Regions from separate parts of the Callithrix jacchus genome. Here region 2 is linked to region 1. Evidence: chromatin contacts called from public Hi-C data. All regions are on one chromosome and are shown on one strand. The core of a region is the stretch at or near the end of the contact, and the rest is flanking DNA. Distances in the headings are between cores, read along the strand shown. Region 1 overlaps NF2 (NF2, moesin-ezrin-radixin like (MERLIN) tumor suppressor). Region 2 holds the start of HORMAD2 (HORMA domain containing 2).

Region 1 (3,377 bases), core at 149-2,648:
CTAAACTTTTGATTCAAGTATAACTCAAATATGGTTCTTGTTAACTGAACCATGTGATTAGTATTTGTATTTATACTTTGAGGGTAATTGTTTCTTTATGCTTTCGAATTAACTGTGTCTACATCATTCCAACAGCTGAAATACTGTAATGAATACATTTGTGCATAATTACATTCCATGTGTTAATGAGCTCAATTTGCTTTCCCCTCCACACTTCTAAAGTTCCTTTCTGTTTCAGAAAGGTTGTGGAAGAAAACAAGTTAAATATAACAGAAGGAACCAGTATAACTTAATGAAAAACTTAGACAAAGACGATCATATAAAGGAAATTAGCCTTTAGTGAAAGGCAGTGCTTGCTACCCAAAGAGTTCCCTCATGCCAGACAGTGAAAGGCAAGGCAATGTGCTAACTTAGGCAGCCTGGACACCAGGGCTCCCATCCCAGCTCTACCCATTCTGTTTGGCCTGAAATACTCTCCATCGAGGAGGAGGCTATAAATTTCACAAAAATAGACTTAACTAAAAGTACTGAGTTTGGACAAATCACAAATCCTTTCTGAGCCTTAAATTCTTCATCTGCAAAACAGGCATAATACTCTCAAGCCTTAGTTTCCGGAAAGATCACACTGAGTTTCATACAAAATATTCATTTGTATTGCTTTGCTAAACTATAAAACACTATGGGCATGTAAGATCTTATTAATAATTTTTTTTTTTTTTTTTTTGAGACAGTTTTCGCTCTTGTTACCCAGGCTGGAGTGCAATGGTGCGATCTCGGCTCACCACAACCTCCGCCTCCTGGGTTCAGGCAATTCTCCTGCCTCAGCCTCCTGAGTAGCTGGGATTACAGGCACGTGCCACCATGCCCAGCTAATTTTTTTGTATTTTTGGTAGAGACGGGGTTTCACCATGTTGACCAGGATGGTCTCAATCTCTTGACCTCGTGATCCACCCGCCTCAGCCTCCCAAAGTGCTGGGATTACAGGCATGAGCCACCGTGCCCGGCCTAGATCTTATTAATAATTAATCAGATATCCTTTTAATATTAACCAGCAGCCCTAGAAACTGGAAGCATGTCAGAGTAAGCCTTAGTTCCCCAAACGAAGACTTTAAGCCATAGATTACCTTTATTTGTAAGATCCTTAAAATTTACACCAGAAAAAAGTTAGAACATCCTCCTCCATGTGAGCCACATATGTTGTCTGTGAATCACTTTCATCTCTAAATTAGTAGCATCCAAATTAGCAGGGCTTTCCTACAGTGAAATCTGTTTAAGCAAACATCTGCTGGTTCCCTGAAAAGTGATTTTTTTTTCTACAGGTGGCCTTTGAATTTGTGGCCCAAAATCCATGGAAAGAAAATGTAGCCTTTGAGATGTAAGCCCTTCAAAGAGAGGTAGTGTCCTTGAGAGCCTGGGTCTCCCCTCACCGGGGAGAAATCGTGCGAAAAGAAACCAGGAAGTGTTCGGATTTAATCAAAGTGCCAGTGACCGCTTCATCACTGTGAGGGCGATACTGATTGAAAGGACATATTTTTCCTGTTACTAAAATTCTTGATCAAAGCATAAAAGGAAGCATATGTTTTAGTTGAATGAAGGCCCATTTTCTTTCTGTTTTCTCAATTACTCACTTTTCAGGGAAGTAGAATATTGGACACACAAAATGCAATCCCAAAGCCATGAATTCTGCCCTTCTGTCCTTAGCTTTACCCAAGATTTTGTGAATGTTGGGCAAATCACTGAGAGCAGATACTTGCTTTAGTGCCTGCAACTAAGAGACCCTTAACAACTCCCACTGTTCCTCCCACCCCAGGCCTAGTGAATACTCAGCAAATGTTACATGAGCCATCAAATGATTAAATTGACTCTGGTGCCTCTACTGGCCTGACCAGCATGTATAGCCCTTTTTACCCTGCAAATGACACAGCTCCTTCCTAGCTTTGATCTGAAATTGCATTAAGCTACCCCAAAATTAAGCTGAGTATTTTATTAATTTTCCTGACCTTATAGGGAAATGGCTTCATGAACACCTATAATTAAAAAGAAAAATAAGTGAAAAGATTATGTTTTAAAATCACACAAGACCAGGCATCGTGGCTCACACCTGTCATACCAGCACTTTCGAAGGTCGAAGGGGAAGGATCACTTAAGCTCAGGAGTTTGAGATCAGCCTGGGCAACATAGTGAGACCTTGTCTCTATAAGAATAGAAATAAAAAATAAATAAAATAAAATCACAGAAGTAATCAAAGTGTCCCAATTCTGGGGACAACATCTTGTGTTCTGGTGAAAAGCAGGGAGCAGGGGAACCAAGATAAGGTGATATATGACTGAAGTAAGAAATCTGAGGGACATGAAACATCCTGGCTGACCCTCTCATTGGTCTTGTTTTAAAAAAAAAAAGGTCTCTAGTGATTTAACGGAAGTAAACGATTTTGAGCTAACCAGACAGCTCAACTGGGCTCGGTAGGCCACAGCACCACAGTGCTCAGTCACATGGACAGCTAGCATATCAGGCAGGGGCAGATGAGACAGCGCATTCTCTGAGGGTATAGTGTAGTGTCCACACACAGGGTAGCTGGTTCTCAAATTAGTTTGGATGAGGACCTGGGCCTTTCTGACCAAAAGGTCATGTCTGGCTAATATTGGAGACTATAAATTCATTTTTCCTGGCTAATAAAAAGGTTGTACCACCTGGTTGAGTTTATGGTTTAAAAAAAAAAGAAAAAAGGTTTGTCCAGTAAATGTCATAAACCACATATGCATAATGAGATTACATAGAAAATTCATCTGTCTGAATAAATTTCCTTAGAATGAATTCTAATTAACTAGAATGATACTTACAATTTGTGCACAGGACACATACACACACACGCACGCACGCACGCACACACACACACACGATTATATAAACACTGGAACAGCGACAGTGGTTCTCCCAAGTCCACAAATACCATAACATCTCACTTTCTGGGACAAGTCTCTCTGAAGTACAGAAAACCCAAAGAAAGAGAAGATAGGAGTGATCCCATGACCTAAATTAACCCCCAGGAAGAATACATTTCTCTTCTTTGAGCCTACCTTGGCCTGGACGGCGTAAGAAGCCAGGAGCACAGAAGCCTCAGGAGGGCAGTAGATCTTTTCATCTAAAATCTGCTTCTTTACCTGAAAGGAGCAACAAGGGAGATGTGATCCTGTGTGTGTGGAAGTGAGGTGTGTAGGCTGATCACAACAGACAGCTGCAGGGCGTTCTAATGAGGGCTGCCAGGGCAGCCTGTTCATGATTTTCTGACAAAGAGTACAATTTTTTTTACTGATGCGGACAGGTGGAGAGTTCAGTCACAGTAGTTACTGGTATAATGGCTACGCATAAAATCCCCT
Region 2 (3,463 bases), core at 278-2,777, 440 kb before region 1:
TTGATGATCCAATGGAGGAGAAATTAGATTATGATCCTGATGAGATTAAAAACCCCTTTAGGGCCAGAACCACCCCTCATTTCTACCAGCTGAGTACACGATGTACTGCACAGCCTGTCCAGTGCTCTGCGCACTGGGAAATATTTTGGTGATTGGCTAATCTTGAGGTTCAAGACACTCTCACCCTCTGAACTGTTTAGAGAACTGAAGTCCACAGAGATTAATTGGCAAATCCTCACTAAATTGAAAGGGGAACTGAGGTCAAGGTGGGTGGGGTGGCTCGTCCCCACCTCTCTCACCTCTTGGCCTGTACCAGGTATTGATCCTGGCAGAAAAACCTCAATAGCTGGGGAGAATCAGACCCAGGTAAGATAAAACCCAAAAGCTCCACCACACAAGGCCCCCTCCAATGCAGGGCATAGACTTCATCTGCCCCATCAGCCTCATCATGGCTCATTATGGCCCATTATGGCTGCTGCTTCCTCAGCAAGTTTGATGATTTCATGTCCAGAAAAATCTGATTTTTTTTTTTTTTTTTTGAGACAGAGTCTCATTTTGTAACCCAGGACGGAGTACTGTGGTGCGATCTCGGCTCACTGCAACCTCTGCCTTCCAGGTCCTGGTTCAAGCAATTCTCCTGCCTCAGCCTCCCCAGTAGGTGGGATTACAGGCACCAGCCACCAGGCCCGGCTAATTTTTGTATTTTTAGTAGAGACAGAATTTCACCATGTTGGCCAGACTGGTCTTGAACTCCTGACCTCGTGATCCGCCTGCCTCAGCATCCCAAAGTGCTGGGATTACAAGCATGAGCCAACGTGCCCGGCCTAAACAATCTGAATTTCAAAGCTACTTGGGTGCTCTCTGTCCGGTTCTGGGGAAATCGCCTCAATTTTGCCTTCCTCCTCAGCCTTCTGCCCTCCCGCTTCTCTTCACAGTACCTTTGGCCCCCACGAAAAATACTTTCAAATCTAACTTAAAGCCTTAAGCAATAAGAAAAGAAAAAAAAAAGTTTAACATAAAGACAGAACTAACAACGCACAAATGCCCTCTCCGGCCGGAGACCTCGCGTCAGAACCGCCCTCACCTCAGCTTGTCGACGCCTCCCTCCCACCTGCAGTCAACGGCCTTTTCCGGCCCAAACCCGCGCCTCGCCTCATGAATAGTCAACGAGGACTTTCTGGGCGGGACCAGAGGCTTCCTCATAAATAATTCATGACCCGGCCCTGGCTCGCCAGGGCGACCGGCCTTGCTAGACTTCATGAATATGCAAAGCAGGGGCAAGCGGCAGCTAACCTGCCCCGCTGGCCCGCCGGGCCCCTCAGCTGCAGCCTCTCAGGAGGGGGCTGCACGAGGACCTGATGCGGCTATCGGTCGGCGGCCGCCCTCCTGGGCCACCTGTACAGCGATAGCCTGCTCCAGAGCTTCCTGAGGAGGCGCCTGCCCGCCAAGGTTAGGACCCGAGGGACCGTGGGGCTCGGGCGGGCCAGGACGCCAGGCCGGCGGGTCCCAGAGAGACCTGAGGCCGGCGCGGGGCGGCGTGGGGGAGGGGAGCGAAAGCCTCTGGGGCCCAGGGAGCCGAGTTAGAAGAAGGCCCGAGGAGCGCGGCGCGTTGGTGCCGCCTGGGATCCCAGCACTTTGGGAGGCTGAGGTGGGCGAATCACTTGAGGTCAGGAGTTGGAGACCAGCCTGGCCAACATGGCGAAACCCCCGTCTCTACTAAAAATACAAAATTTAGCCGGGCGTGGTGGCGCGCGCCTGTAGTCCCAGCTACTTGGGAGGCTGAGGCAGGAGAATCGCTTGAATCCGGGAGGCGGAGGTTGCAGTGAGCCAAGTTGGTGCCACTGCACTCCAGCCTGGGTGACAGAGCGGGACTCTGTCTCAATTTTTTACAAGTACAGAAATTAGTTGGGCCATCATGGCGCGCGCCTGTAGTTCCAGCTACTAGAGAGACTGAAGTGGGAAGGTGGCTTGAGCCCGGGAGTTTGAGGTTGTAGTGAGCGGCGATGGCGCCATTGCACTCCAGCCTGGGCGACAGAGGGAGACCCTGTCTCAAGAATAGAAAAAAAGAAAAGAAAGGAAAAAGACAGAAGGCCAGAGCTTTCCAATACTTGAGGGCATCCGCAACCTCCTCACTCTACCCTGGACCTGCCTTTGTATTCTTTGTAACATTAATTTGTAATTAGGCAAATTATGCAAATAAAACATGAATATGTTCTCCTTTGTGCTCTACTCCTAATCTCCGTCTTTTCTGCCCTGGTAACTAGGAGTAGTTGGGGGTGTGGCTCCTTGGATCCTTTCCCACCTGTTTAGGTTATTTCGTATCCTGTGGAGTTTTCCAAAGGTTCCTGGAGTCCCATGAACCTCCCCAATGGGATTTCCCAAGAGAGTAGATGCTAGAGTGAGCCACTTAAAACCTGCTCTTATTTTGTTTCTGCAGCAAGGGTAAAAAAACGATTCAAGCTGGCAAGAACATGAGCTTAGAACATAATGACTAAAACTGAAATTTGGGCTGAAATATTTCTTTAGTGCAAGTTTTCTCAACCCCCCCCCCCACCATCATAACAACAAAAATGTCTCTAGACTTTGCCAAATGTCCCATGGGGGGGGTTGCAAAATTGCCCTCTGTTGAAAACTACTGCATTCACCCTATACTTTCAGGAAGTAACTGCTTTTTAAGCTCCAATGACACAGATGGTTTGTCTGTACCAGCCCTTCTCAGCCTCCGCATTTACCAGCCTTTCTGGCTGGATCACTAAGCCCTCTTTGCTGGCTGTTCCAATTTTCTTCCTGTCTTCAGGTCTGAGCTCAGTCAACTACCACCATATCCAAAGACTTTCCCCTCTCTGCCCTATACTAATGGGAGTCAGCCACCAGCAAACAGTTATTTGTTACTCTGTTTCTTTCATAGAATTTCTCTCAATCTAGGTTTCTTTTTCTTTTTTTTCTTTTTTTTTTTGAGACAGAGTCTTGCTGTGTTACCCAGGCTGGAGTGCGGGTTACTGCAACCTCTACCTCCCATGCTCAAGCGATTCTCCTGCCTCAGCCACCTGAGTAGGTGGGGTAACAGGTGTGCACCATCATGCCCAGCTGATTTTTGTGTTTTTCGTAGAGACAGGGTTTCACCATGTTGGCCAGGCTGGTCTTGAACTCCTGACCTGAAGGGATCCACCCACCTCAGCCTCCCAAAGTGCTGGGATTACAGGTTTGAGCTCCCATGCCTGGCCCTGGATTTTATTTCTTTGATAACCTGTTTTGGTTTTTTTTTTTTCTCTCTCTCTACCACCTAGAATAAGTAAGAGGCCTGATCTGGCTGAGTTGCCCCAGGATGCCCAGTGCTGGAACACACTTTAGGCACTCAAAAGACATTGGTGGACTGAAATTATAAATGACCCTGTCTTCCTCCTAAGAGCTTCTGTGGAGCTTCTCTTACTCCTTTCCTTCCTCATCATTTGACAGGCTCCTT

What was found. Hi-C and Micro-C count contacts between places; a contact is called where the count stands out from the background.
Region 2: a Hi-C map of induced pluripotent stem cells shows a contact between it and region 1, with 2.0 times the contacts expected there. The contact joins the promoter of HORMAD2 here to the enhancer-like site in region 1. A contact is called at or near these places in 3 of 3 Hi-C or Micro-C datasets (induced pluripotent stem cells and skeletal muscle).

The regions. Positions count from the first base shown.
Region 1 is chr1:200,239,747-200,243,123 of calJac240_pri, reverse strand. NF2 (NF2, moesin-ezrin-radixin like (MERLIN) tumor suppressor) reads right to left here. Exons shown (of 14, transcript XM_078337775.1): 3 at 3,078-3,161. Among named protein-coding and RNA genes, the nearest start is that of NF2, 48 kb to the right of the region's middle. Within about 2 kb of position 1,398, at least 4 of the 16 cell types and tissues checked have an H3K27ac peak or open chromatin away from gene starts, as enhancers often do.
Region 2 is chr1:200,677,706-200,681,168 of calJac240_pri, reverse strand. HORMAD2 (HORMA domain containing 2) reads right to left here and starts at 1,527. Exons shown (of 11, transcript XM_054239940.2): 1 at 1,294-1,527. LOC128928810 (a long non-coding RNA gene) reads left to right here and starts at 1,259. Exons shown (of 7, transcript XR_013522341.1): 1 at 1,259-1,449.